Regions from separate parts of the Rattus norvegicus genome. Here all the other regions are linked to region 2. The links are chromatin contacts, called in public Hi-C maps. All regions are on one chromosome and are shown on one strand. The core of a region is the stretch at or near the end of the contact, and the rest is flanking DNA. Distances in the headings are between cores, read along the strand shown.

Region 1 (4,585 bases), core at 1,480-3,979, 130 kb before region 2:
CATCTTCCCAAGCATCTGAGTGTACAGGGTCTGGGGACCACTAAGAAGACCAACACCTTATTTATCCAGAATCTTCTACAAAGCTGATGTCATATTTGATCACCTCATCACCCAGAGGCTAATTAGTTCATTATGACAGCTTTTCACATATTACCTCATTAAACAAAATATTATAGAAGGTATTGTTGGCCCCATTTTAGATAAAGAAAGCAAGGCTCAGAGAAGCTTTGATTTGTCAGTGGCCAAATAGCTGTGGACAGTTAGGCAGGGAACTAACCATAAGTCTCTTTGATTCAGAAGCTCACAATCTTACTTGCATCCCTGACATCTGCTAAACGGGTATATCTAAGAATGCTAAGGTTGGGACAGGGGTGTAACCCAGTGTTAAGAGCAACTCCCAAACATGTGTGAATCCCTGAATTAAGTTCCCAGAACTAAAACAAAATACCCCATCCAAAAAGAACTCTCCTGGGCCTATGCAAAAACAGCCTCAGTCACTGATAAGCTTACTTGACCATTATTCACAACTTAGCCACAAATCTTTGTTCCAGACCTTTCAGAAATACAATGGCATTGTAGCACTCTCTCAAACATAGATGGAAAAGAAATCAGACTAATGTCAATTACACACACACACACACACACACACACACAATCTTACAGAGATAGGATGACTTAGACACAGGCCTTACAATCTGAGTTCAAGCACCTGGATCCCACAAGGTGGCAGGAGAGTACCAATTCCCAAAAGTTGTCCTCTGACATCCACACCTGACAACGCACACTCATTACACCCACTCACAAAACTGAATGGGTCTGGTGACAGCTCCCTGAAAAAGCACTCAGGAGGTAGAAACAGGAAGCCTGGGAGTTCAAGGTTCAGTCTAAGCTACATAACAAGGTCAGCCTGGGCTATCCAGGATCCTGTCTCAAAACTGAAACAAAATGGACGTACAAAATTTAAAGAACATGACCTATTGGGGGGTGAGGGAGGCTAAAGGGAACTTCCTGGGTGCCAGGTGACATGGCTGGCACGGTGCTAAGAAAGAACTCAGTGACAGGTAAGCTCAATGCTCTCACCACTCACCTGTGTCCTAACATGGGTCACCTAAAAATAATTGGAAAAAGACTCATACATTTAAAAAAGTAATGGAACTGCAGAAAATAACCCGAAAATTACACCCAATTGAGTGCTGATAAAAGCTAAATTTAAGCCTGCACCAGCCATTTTTTAAATATGCAATTAATCTTCATGATGGAGAAAGTTGAAAATAGGAATGGTTTGCTCCCTGCCCCCGCCCACCCTAGGGCTCCATCTGGCATATTTATGTTCTTCCAACAATCCTGCCTCCCCTCGTCCCTCTCCCACATAGCCAAGGTCAGCCCAGCCTCCCTACATTCCTACTGGCACACCCTTCAGTCCCAGCTTTGCGTCCACCCCTGTGGGAGGTGAGGATGCTGGAAATGAATCCTGGGGCTTGACCGTGCCTGACAACCTTTTTACCACTGGGCTGTTCCTAGCTCCCGATGAGCAGCTAAACTAATCAGTCTCTTCCTGGCCAATTCCCACGTGCCACCCAAGGATATTTCACACTTTATCCTTCTCTTTCTTTGGCCCCTATTATCTTATACCCAGAAGACAGGTATGTAATAGTAAGGACTTCAAATGAGTCCCAGGGGGCATCACTGGGTGCATAGAAAGATAAAATCTGATCCAGGCAGACCTCGGAAAATTATTCTGTAATAAAGAGAATGAAGCGCTTACATATGCTACCACGTGTGAGCCTTTAAGGAGGCATGTAAGACGCAGGAAATAACCAGAGCTACATATGATTAGTTCTATTTCTGTGAAATGTTCAGAACTAACAACATCTATGGAAAGCGGCTAAGTGATTGCCTAGTGCAGAGAAAAGGGAAGACACTGGAGAGGAGTGTTGCCAGCTAATGGAGATGGTTCTCTTTGAAGGTAAATGTCCTAAAATAGACAGTGGCGGTGGATGCACACCTGCGCACGCACATTCTAAAGGTTATTAAACGTGTGCAATTTAGCACTGGCCGGGAATCCCAGTATTTCTGGGAGGTTGAGGCAGGAGGATTAAGAGTTCAAGGTCGGGGCTGGAGAGTTGGCTCAGCGGTTAAGAGCACTGACTGCTCTTCCAAAGGTCCTGAGTTCAATTCCCAGCAACCACATGGTGGCTCACAACCATCTATAATGAGATCTGGGGTCATCTTCTGGCCTGCAGGCACACATGCAGACAGAAAGCTGTATGGATGTACATAATAAATAAATAAATATTTTTTTTAAAAAAAGAGTTCAAGGTCAGATTGGGTTATATATTGCAAAGACCAAAATTATTCCAGTAACAGGATGTTCCTGCACGTCTCCTCTTTGAAAACCATAGAACTGAGGCTGCCCCGGCCGAGTGCAGATGCCAGCAGCACATGGCGGAGACCTAGTTCCCGGCGTCCTCCGACACCGCATCCCGGCCTCCCACGCTCCTCCGCGGCACTGCAACTATGGCTGCGACAGGTGTCGCCGGCTCTCGGGGAAAGCCTGGAGCGCCCGCAGATCGCCCCCAGGGCTTCCACCGATCCCAGCACTGCAGGAAGCCTCGGTAATCCCCAGCCCGCCCCCGCCGCCCCCCTTGTCTCCGCCCAAGGGCCCGCGCAGCGTGGCTCACCCGCCTTCCCGGCGGACGCCAACTCGAGACACCGCGAGCGACACGATTGCGCCTGCGCGGCGGAAGCAAGCGCAGCCCCGCCCCCGCCCGGTACCGGAGCGCCCTCTGTGGGCCACCCGAGGGACTCGGGGTCCTACTGAGTGCGGGCTTCCTAAATCCGACCCCACCCTGTTGGCTAGACCTGTGCACAGCCTGCTTTCCCTTGTCTTCCTTACTACCTTGGATACAAGCTCTAATGGCAAGCTCTTCCTCATATTCCCACGAATGGATAGAATATTAGGGGTGCCCTAAAGCACCCTGTGTAAAGGCGTCTTGAAGGACGTGTCCTTCCTGTTGTCATGTTGATGACAGGAATTATGTTTGGAAGGGAGTCTTCATTTTGAGTCACTTCATCAAATTATAGTCCCACAACACCTGTCAGAAGAATACATACGACAGTAATAGGCATGCTTCCTTTCAGACTCTGCTATAATTATAATCGAGGGAAAGAATACAGAATCTTAACTTGCAGCTACTGCCAGGATCATTCTTTGAAAATGAAATAATGCTGTTTCATTAAACGGGCTCTCCCAACTCGCGCGTGTTTAAAGTCAGAATGCTTCTCTGAATTGATTTAAATACAAGTTTTATATCCTGAAAGAAATAAAGACGAGTCTTTTTTCAGGAGACAAACGCCCTGTTCAATGAAGCTTCCAGCTTCTCTGGGACGCTGTCTGAAAGGCAGCAAGGGTACCGGTGGATAACATTGCTTCTCTTTATCTCTCTTCTCCGGGGTTTTTTAAATCTACCTGTAATGAAAAGCTGGTTTCCTTACACACACTCCTCCTGTAGTTGCTTTAACAAGACAATTTCTTTTATTTTGTTTCTTCATTTTTAAAAAGAAAACATTGTGTCCAGCAGCACTCAGAAATCTATTTTTCTTCCTCTTAGGAAGGAGGGGCTATTTCTTAACAGAACTTTTTCCTTTCCCTGATTCTTCTAGAACCCCACCGTCTGTCCCCACAACCATACACACAAAGCATCCCCCTTCCTCCTCCTTAGCTAACACACTACCCTGTCTTCAAATCTGTGTGGGAGGACTCTTCCTCTGGAATACCCAAGTAATTACCTTCATTTATTTTCAATATGTAGACTTGGACCAAATATATCTGAAAGATCCAATTGCACCCTCATAAATCAGCCTTCTTATTTACCCATGCATAATCACGGCATGTCATTAGTGCAGATCCAATCAATAAATCATTACACTTTTAGAGCCCTTACTAGGAGCAACCTGCTGGGACGCCAATCCACTCTCTCATTCAACATTAAGATCCTTTCATATTTTTAAGAAATTTCAGTCTGTTCTCTCAGCCCCACTCTTTTGTTCCTAGATCTCTGTGTTCCTGCTTCAGAAGCCTCATTCTAATACCTAGATCATAAAATATTCAAGAAGCAAGCTGTTAGCTTTACCTCCAAAAGGCTCCACCTTCCCTTGTCCTTGTGTTACTCCTGTCTTTACAGAGATACAACATTTATCTTTCTCAGAAAACTCTTGGTCAACAACTAGGCAGCACAAAACAAGAACAGAAAAGGAAAAAACCATTTGCCTGAGGGAGAGATGTGCATAACAACTTCCTTTCTTTTACCGAGTCACACTGATAACCTGGATTTAAGAATAATCCAAACCAGGTGTGGAAGTGCACACCTTTAATCCCAACACTCCGGAGGCAGAGGCAGGTGGATCTCTGTGAGTTCAAGGCCAGTCTGCTCTACAAATCGAGTTTCAGGACAGCTAAGTCTGTTACACAAAGAAACAGGGCTGTTTTGTCTTAGGAAAACACAAACAAAACCAAAAAAAAAAAAAAAGGAAGAAAGAGAAAGAAAACCAAAAGCAAAAACAAATAATCAAGAGTGATTCTTAT
Region 2 (4,585 bases), core at 1,728-4,227:
GGGGTCTAAAAAGCTTTCCAAAAGAAAATGTGAAATTTACAGGGAGCCAAAAGGATGCAGTAGAGGAGTACAGCGTGGCTGGGGAGGAGCGGAGTGTGGCTAGGGAGGAGCGGAGCGTGGCTGGGGAGGAGCGGAGTGTGGCTGGGGAGGAGCGGAGCGTGGCTGGGGAGGAGTGGAGCGTGGCTGGGGATGTCTTAAGTTGAAAACGCTTAGCCATGAAGGCTTCGAGACATCAATGCAGTTGAAAACTGAAAGAAATTTAGATTGCCTCAAGCAGAGGAAGCAGGAAGTGGAAAGGAGGGCCCTGAAGTAGATAGGACCAGCTTACAGCCGGCTCTTTATGCTTATTGACTTTATTCAAGGCTGGAGGTGGGGTCAGACTTGTACACTATTTCTCTGCTAACCATAGGGAATGATTCCAAGAACCCCAAGTGATTGCCTGAAACTGTGAACAGTGCTAAATTCTATAGATATTATTTTCTGTGTCCATACATGCATTTGATTATGTTTCATTTATAAATTAGGTACAATAAGAAGAAACAACAACTATAAACTAGAACAGGTTGACTGTCCATTAGCTGGAATTCTTGGGATCCGAAGTGTTTCAGATTTGGGATTTTTGCGTTTCGGATTTTGACAAATTCGCATACATAATGATACCTTGGGGATGGGACCCAACTCTAAACTCACGGTCATTTATGTTTCATAGAAGCTTTATATGCATATCCGTAAGGTAACTTCAAGGAGGAAGGTAATATTCCAGGGCACCTGCATTTGTGCTCTGACCTGTCATAGAAAGTCAGGGATGGAATGTTTCACTTGTGGGTTCTGTTGGCCCTTGCACAGTTGTTTTCAGTTCTGGATTTTCAGAATAAGGTTGCCCAGGTTGCATTCTGTGTACTGTGATACAAGTGATATGGTTTGTGTCCTTGATTTCAAAAACTGTCCTCCCAGTGTCTCATGTGATGAATGGGGATGATACAAAGCCTATGTGACAAGATGAGTGGAGGACAAATGACTTGGGCTTGGTGAAGCAGTCATAGACTGTCCCAGAAGGCTGTTTGCACACAAACCCTGCAATACCATGGGAGTCGATCCAGTGACTAAAAGCACTAAGTCTCAATTTCATTCCACTACTTAGAAAGGTGTGCCTTTTAAAATGTGTTCACTTTTGAAATTTGCTATGGAATGTTTTTTTAAAATTATAGTTGTCTATGGAAAGACAAAATCGTAGAAACCAAAACCTCAGATAAAAATAGACTGATGAATTCTTTTCTTTATTTATTTACTTGTTTGTAAATTGTTTGTTTACCAAGAGAAAACTATTCTTTATCACACTTATGTTTGTTTGGTTTGAGACAGGATGTCTCTATGTAGCCCTAGGTATCCTGGGACTTTCTTTGTAGACCAGGTTGACCTTGAACTCACAGAGACCCACCTACCTCTGGTGGAATTAAAGGCCACACTATGTCTGGTTTATATTTCTGTGAATACAAGTCAATGGCAAACTTCTCTGGAGCTCAACCCAAATCAATTCCTTACATTTCAAAATCATGGTAAACTTTGAAATATACCATCATTCATGTTCCTGGAATTTTTCATGGATTCATGTTTTCCCTTGAAATCTCTCTATGACTATCTTTCTTAGTTTAGCCAACAAATTTACAGATGATGGGAGCTGGAAAGTTTACTATGTCCTCAACAGCCCATTAGCTAAAAGAGAGCTGTAGGCAGGAAGATTCATTAAGTAGGCCACTGGTGTTAAGGTCAGGAAATGCTGTGGGAATTGAGTAAGTAGGGATGGAGAGGTGCTCAGAAGTGTTTAAGACTACTTTCTTGATAGGAAATGGAGGAGTGGTCAGGCAAAAGAGGTATCAAAAATGACCTGCAGGTTTTGAGATACAGTTTTATTAAGCATAATGTTTGCTAGCCTAGTATTTAAGAGTAAATTTAGATCAAGTAAAGTAGTATCAAAGATTCTAGTAAAATTTCAATGAATGGAACTTACTTGACCAGAAAACTTTGGGACAATATTACTGTTTAGAGGCTTCAACTTTTTTGGGTTTTAATTTGTATAAATTTTGCAATCCGCGCATGCTGAAAATAAAGCCTCTTTTTGGTCAAAATTAAGCTTAACTGATGAATCTATTTTGTTTCGTATTAAGAAACCTTGAATCTTAGTTTCTTGAAATCTTGAGTTTCTGAAGCTTAACATGCCTTTTGCTTCTCCTATTTTTTCCCTATCTTCTACCCTAGATAGAGTTGTAGATGGCTCCTATCAATGGACCAGTCATAATTTGGACTCCGCCTTCTTCGCCTAAGTCCCGCCCACATCAAACCACACCCCTCTATTTGCCCCGCCTCCTGAAGATGTCGTCTCTGATATGACAGCAAATTCTCCACAATCCTGTCCAATGGGACATAGAAAGGCGGGACCTATGTCAATCTTTTTTTTGCCCCATTTGTTCAATTATATATCTATCTGTACTCAGTTTCATCCCACTTAGTCTTCAACCCAAGGATTGGTTTCTCTGTTCTTTGTTCCTGGCTCATGATTGGTTTTTTTTTTCATTCCGCCCCTCTCTTCTAGCTTTTGCAGGCGGGATTAGCACGCAGCTTCCTGCTCTTGTCAAAAAAATAAAAGAAGAAAAAGAAAAGAGGAGAGAGGCGAAAGAAGAAAAAAAAAAAGTCACGGAGATCTTTGATTTTTAATTGGCTTACAGTCTTGTCCGTCAGGCCAAGACTTGCCTTTTTATTGGTCTATCTGTCTGCCCATCCCGAACCGAGGGCGGGATTTCCCCAGGAGACCCACACCTGGTTGCCACTGGTCGAACAGTGCGCCTGTCTGAAGCTTCCGGCCAGGGATTGGAGGCGGGCGCGGACAGGTGGGCGTGGATTGGCTAGGGCAGCCGGTCAGTGTGAGGCGGGGGCGGGGCCTCGGCGGCTGGTTGCGCGTGTCCGCCGCTGGCTCCGCTCTATCCGGCTTTGCTAGGGGAGGTGAGTCCGGCCGCGGCGGCACCGGCGGCTGAGAAGGCGGCGGCTGAAGAGAAAGCGGTCACGGCGGCTGTGGAGAAAGCAACCGTGGGCACGGAAGCCGGGTGGGGGGGAGGGGGGGAGACGGAGCAGCCTTGAGCCCTGCAGGGGCCGTCGCGCGGGGGACCCACCCGCTCTCCCCCCCAACCCTCCTCAGCACAAGCAGCCGGCGGCGGCGGGGGCAGGAGTCAGCCTGCTTCCGACCGTCCCCCGCCCGCTTCCCGGGGCTCCTATTCTTTGGCCCCGGGACCCTAACCTCCTCCGGGGCGGTTCCCTGTGTCTGGGCGTCCGAGTGCTGCCCACCGCTCTTTCATTCCCTCCCTGCACCTTCTTCCCTTCACTTTTGCCGGGGTTCTCTCTCTCCTCTTCTGTCCTGCCTGTCGCCTCCTCGCCTCACTCTCTTCCTCCAGCCTCCTTCCCTGGCTCATTCTGCCCAGGAAAGTTTGGTACATCTCCCCAAACCCCCTCAGTCGGGTCAACCAGACTCGGAGTAGGGGGAGATGTAGGAAGGCCTGAGAGTTCGAGGGGAGGGAAGCTAGACGCTGGTTTCCCTGATAATTTCCCCTCATCTTTTTTGATTTAGAGTGGTTGGATTTTTTTTTTTTTAATTGTGTTTTTGAGGAGGTGGGAGGTGTTTAGAAAAGGATGTGGGAATGGAAGGGGTAGATGAGTCAACCCTCTTACAAGATTCCAAGGGTGGCGTCTTACCAGATCTTTTTCGTGTGTGGAGTTCAGGGGGTCGGGAGGTTTGGCCTTTATTCCCACATTCAAAGTTGGAACCTCCCCCCCATTAAGAATGGAGTTTTAGTATCCACTTGTAGCAGGAATCCTGGGGGGAAGGGGCCCTTTTCCCTTTTTCTTTTCCTTTTTTTTTTTCTTCTTATTTTATGTTCTTAACTTTTATTTTGACAACCCACACCCTTCCACACTCTCACCCAAAAATCGAACACCCAAGATCCTCCAACTTGTCTGGATTGACTGATGAAGACATAAAGCCAGTTCCGCTCTATGTTTTTTGAGGTGGAGTGAGTGGTTTTTCTTCATTTTTTAAATGGCCAAATGACAGCTTGACCCAGTTTGCTTTCCAATCAAAGGGCATTTTTTTGAATGTCTCTTTGTGGCACACGAGCCAACGCAAAAATGATGGCGGCTTACAATGGCGGTACATCTGCAGCAGCAGCAGGTCACCACCACCACCATCACCACCACCTTCCACACCTTCCTCCTCCTCACCTTCACCACCACCACCACCCTCAACACCACCTTCATCCGGGGTCGGCTGCTGCTGTACACCCTGTACAGCAGCATACGTCTTCGGCAGCTGCGGCAGCCGCAGCGGCAGCTGCGGCCGCAGCCATGTTAAACCCTGGGCAACAACAGCCATATTTCCCATCACCGGCACCTGGTCAGGCTCCTGGGCCAGCTGCAGCAGCCCCAGCTCAGGTACAGGCTGCTGCAGCTGCTACAGTTAAGGCGCACCATCATCAGCACTCGCATCATCCGCAACAGCAGCTGGACATTGAGCCGGATAGACCTATTGGATATGGAGCCT
Region 3 (4,645 bases), core at 801-3,300, 130 kb after region 2:
TCGGTTCCTCCAGAAACAAAGTAAGCATAGGGCTCAGCTCTGGGTTTACCATTGTAAGAAGTAGGGCTAGAGTGTGCGGCTTAGGAGCGGCGCTTGAGGCCTGGAAGCGTTCTGTGGCCTGCCGGGTCAGCACCATGAGCTCCATTGGCACTGGGTATGACCTGTCAGCCTCTACATTCTCTCCTGATGGAAGAGTTTTCCAAGTTGAATATGCTATGAAGGCTGTGGAAAACAGTAGTACAGCTATTGGGATCAGATGTAAAGACGGTGTTGTGTTTGGGGTAGAAAAACTAGTCCTTTCTAAACTTTATGAAGAAGGCTCCAATAAACGTCTTTTCAATGTTGATCGACATGTTGGAATGGCAGTGGCAGGTTTGTTGGCAGATGCTCGTTCCTTGGCAGACATAGCAAGAGAAGAAGCGTCCAACTTTAGGTCTAACTTTGGCTATAACATTCCTCTAAAACATCTTGCAGACAGAGTGGCCATGTATGTACACGCGTATACACTCTACAGTGCTGTTAGACCTTTTGGCTGCAGTTTCATGTTGGGGTCTTACAGTGTGAATGATGGTGCACAGCTCTATATGATCGATCCATCAGGTGTTTCATATGGTTACTGGGGCTGTGCCACTGGCAAAGCCAGGCAAGCTGCAAAGACAGAAATAGAAAAGCTTCAGATGAAGGAAATGACCTGCTGTGATGTAGTTAAAGAAGTTGCAAAAATAATTTACATAGTACATGATGAAGTTAAGGATAAAGCTTTTGAACTAGAGCTCAGCTGGGTTGGTGAATTAACTAAAGGAAGACATGAAATTGTTCCCAAAGATGTAAGAGAGGAAGCAGAGAAATATGCCAAGGAATCTTTGAAGGAAGAAGATGAATCAGATGACGACAATATGTAACATTTCACCATCCTCTGGTGTCCATTTCTGTGACAGTTGCATATGGCTAGCACCATGGATTATATATACCCACTGACCAATTTTCATTAAATTTTGTCTTATAAACATTAAAAAAAAAAAGAAGAAGAAGTAGGGCTAGAGAGATGGCTCTGGTTAAGACTCAGGACTGCTCTGGAAGAGGACCTGACCACATCACTCAACTCACAACTACCAGTAGCCCAGCTCAAAAGGGATCCAACACCTCTAACCTCCAAGGGTACCCACACACGTGCACATACATCCACCCCCGACACACACACACAACTACACATAACGAGAAGTAATAGATCCTTTTAAAAAAGAAAACCATGGCTCTGACCTACACACCAGTGTTCATAGCATCACCTCCAATGATGGACAGCTGGAAACCCTCATGTCCGTCAAGGAGTAAGCTAGAGTATGTCCATATAAAGAATACTGCTGGGGCTGGGGATTTAGCTCAGTGGTAGAGCGCTTACCTAGGAAGCGCAACGGTCCCCAGCTCCGAAAAAAAAGAACCAAAAAAAAAAAAAAAAAATACTGCTCAGGTTTAAAGTAGAAAGAAATTCTGGTAGGCGATGAGGTGACTGAACCAGACTTGACACTAAGTGAACTCACTATGGTATGAGTTCAAGACCAGGGTGGGCTAGAAGACCTTGCCCCCAAAACACAAAACAAAATCTTTAGTAAAGAAAAGGAGGAATAAAAATGTACAGTCTGTGTAATGAGACTTTGTCTTTTTTAAAAAAAAAATACAATGCCTACTCTAAAAAGAACATTATTTTTCATGAGTTGGGGGGCAGGGAAGGGGAGCGTTGCCTATCATTGTGCTCGAGAAGCGGGTACAGGAGACTGAGCTGATGGCAGTTAGTGTGAGCATAGACATTTTCCCCACCCACCCCCCCACACCCACGGTGTTAAGGATTCCATTCAGGGCTTCCCAGGTGTTAGGCAAGAGCTTAAGCATTGAGCCAGCTCTCTAGCCTAGTCCCAGCCATAAATGCGATGGACGTTTTAGCTTCATGCAGCGCCGGTGCAGCACTTTCCTGCCTGGCGCCTGCAGAGGTTGGAGGAGGACGTTGCGTTCCTCTAAGCTAGAGTTACAAACAGTTGTGAGCTGATACGGTGCTGGAAATGGAAGCCAGGTCCTCTGCAAGAGCAGTTAGTGCTCTTAACCACTGAGCCATCTCTCCAGCCCCACCTTTTCCCCTTCAGTTGTTTGTCTGAGGCAGGATCTCACTGTGTAGACCAGTTTGGCCTGGAACTCAGAGCAATCCACCTGCCTCTGCTGCCCTCCTGAGTGCTGTGAGTAATGGTATAAACTACCACCCCTAGCCCCTGTTATATTTGCTGTCTGTCTCTATTCCTGAGCCTTTTCTTTTTTTTTTTTTTTTTTTTTTTTTTTTTTTTTTTTTTTTTTTTTTTTTTTTTTTTCTTTCATCATCCTAGCTCCCATCTGGTGGGAAGAATGGCGTCCAGGGACTGAACGAGGTCACCAGGGCTGCATGGAAGTACTTAACCTGTTGAGCTCTCTCTCCAGCCTGTAAATTATTCCAAGATTTTAAGAAATTTAACAAATGAAATATCACCTCGGTACCTTATTATCTATTCAGATTCTCTAGTTATCCTCCACATTTCACTGCAAGCTGTTTCCTCAGATTCAGGATCAGGAGTCTTTTGCTTGAACTGGTTTTCTTTTTAATGCTAGTAGAAAAGGCAGAGGGTAGGGCTAGTGAGACGGCCCAGCCATTTAGAGCACTGGCCGCTCTTTTGCAGGTCCTTAATTCAATCCCCAGCACCCACATGACAGCTACAACCATCTGTATCTAGTCCAGTGGGATCCGGTGTGCAGACATGCGTGCAAACAGAGCGCCCATATCCATGCAAAAGTGAATAAATAAATCTTAAAATAAGCAGAAGGAAGGAGTTGAGCAGGCAGAGCCAGCTGTCATGATAAAAGACAGGTTTATGTAATCAGTTTGTTTCCTTGGATGTAGATACCTGTTGAACTTTGGAAAAACTGTCAGCCTTGTGTGTCCTGGCTACAAATAACAGCCTCCTTTGGGGCTGTTCACAGCCTGTTCCCTACATGGGTTACCCCAAGAGGCCTTAGAGACAATTTCCTGGTGGCTATTCAGGTCTGAACTCAGTGTTGTCCCCAGTCTGGGCCCGACAGGGGTGCCTTTGGGAAGCCCCAGGGGACAGTGGCCACCTCATGTACATCCACACCAAACTTCAGACTAAGGAACATGTGGTTGAAACCCTGCACGTAGCCAAGCTCAAGTTCCTTGGCCTAACTAGAAGCTCCAGATCTCAGAGAAGTGGGGCTTCCCCAAGTTTAATGCAGATGAATTTAAAGACATAGTAGCTAAAGGCCATAGAATGAAATATATTCCCAGTTGTCCCCTGGATAAGTGGCAATTCCTCTACTCCTGAAGGCTTCATTGTTTGTGCTCTCAAAAACCCTCTAAGTCATGTTCAGGAATAATTTCCACATCTGTGTGTGTGCGCATGTGGGGGGTGTATGATGATTTTTTGTACGAGTGGTCTGCTCCTGTTCCATCACATCAGGGGGCACAAACAGCTTGTCTTATTTGAGAGGATAAGTTGTATGATTATGTGATCAGCATTGCATGGTTACCAGAACTCTACCAGAACCCCACCTCTTCTTCCCTAATAGTAACTGACAAACTGGAGAAGTTTGTTTTCTTTTTTTTTTTTTTCCCACATGGAAAGGTTTAATGAAAGAAGAGTAGAAGAGGAGAGAAGTAAAAGAGGAGGGAAGGGCGTGGAGGGGAACGGGGAGAGAAGGGACCAAGGGGAAGAGGGCACAAGAGCAGAGAAGAGAAAAGCAAAGAGCAGGAGCAGGAGAGCCAGGAGTTTGTTTACTAAGGCAAAGTCCCATGTGTCCAGGCTGGATTCGAACTTGCTGTGTAATGGAATCTGTCCTTGAACTGGTGATCCTCCTGCCTCCACCTCCCAAGCATTAGGATTACAGACCTGGGTGCCAAACCCACATACAGAAAAAGGTTTGCGATCACATCTTCCTTTTTAGCAAATGACATTCAGTGATATCTATTGCTAGTCTTTGCCACGTTGTTGGCTCCTAGTTGGGAAATAATTTATTAATGTCATTCGTTCTATACACCTTTTCCTAAGACTGTAACAAATTCAGACATGGTGAGAGTCACCAAGATTCTGCCTGGGAAACCACCTGCACCAGGAGCTCGAGGGCTGCAACTATGCATCTAGTCGGGACTTGCACGCCCCCTAGTGGCAAAGTGAGGGCATTGTCTCACTAAATTATCTAAATGCACTCTGAGGGAGAGGGGCTGGTTGGTATGCTGCCAATTCCTGGCCAAGGCCTTAGAACTAGGTTGTGACACATCTGTGCTCTCTTTTCCCTTACCTAATGGCCACCTGGGTTTGTCCCTGAAGAGCACATGGCCACCATAAGTGAAGTTTACCTCTGTTTTCTTCAAGCTTAATTAGAATTTGGCCATATTTACTCATTGGCCAGTCTGTGGCTGCATTCACACAGGGCAAAAGAATCGCTTAGATAGAGGCTGGCCAGCAAAGCCTGAACGGCTTCTTTTCTGAATGTTTACAGGAGTCAGTGGAGACAGTGGTGTGGCTTGGTGGGCACTGGGGTCCACGGGGTGGGAGAAAGCATTGGCCTCCACACATGCACACACAAAGCAAGTATATAAAAGCTGGGTGTGACA

The links. A called contact is a pair of places that touch in the nucleus more often than the background predicts.
Region 1: a contact with region 2 is called in a Hi-C map of mammary epithelial cells, with 4 times the contacts expected there. The contact joins the promoter of Lyrm9 here to the promoter of Nlk in region 2. A contact is called at or near these places in 2 of 12 Hi-C or Micro-C datasets (frontal cortex and mammary epithelial cells) and 1 of 1 datasets of contacts at active chromatin or transcription factors (oligodendrocytes).
Region 3: a contact with region 2 is called in a Hi-C map of Schwann cells, with 2.7 times the contacts expected there. The contact joins the enhancer-like site here to the promoter of Nlk in region 2. A contact is called at or near these places in 4 of 12 Hi-C or Micro-C datasets (the A7r5 cell line, the Rat2 cell line, Schwann cells and 1 more).

Annotation. Positions count from the first base shown.
Region 1 is chr10:64,221,907-64,226,491 of GRCr8, reverse strand. Lyrm9 (LYR motif containing 9) reads right to left here and starts at 2,729. Exons shown (of 4, transcript NM_001173471.1): 1 at 2,682-2,729. It overlaps Lyrm9l1 (LYR motif containing 9 like 1), which reads left to right and starts at 1,018. Exons shown (of 2, transcript XM_039087352.1): 1 at 1,018-1,966; 2 at 2,403-3,702. The coding sequence starts at 1,945. The coding sequence ends at 2,821.
Region 2 is chr10:64,087,280-64,091,864 of GRCr8, reverse strand. It overlaps Nlk (nemo like kinase), which reads left to right and starts at 2,977. Exons shown (of 11, transcript NM_001191924.3): 1 at 2,977-4,585. The coding sequence starts at 4,141.
Region 3 is chr10:63,956,611-63,961,255 of GRCr8, reverse strand. It overlaps the pseudogene LOC120095392. Among named protein-coding and RNA genes, the nearest start is that of Tmem97, 14 kb to the right of the region's middle. Within about 2 kb of position 2,050, at least 4 of the 93 cell types and tissues checked have an H3K27ac peak or open chromatin away from gene starts, as enhancers often do.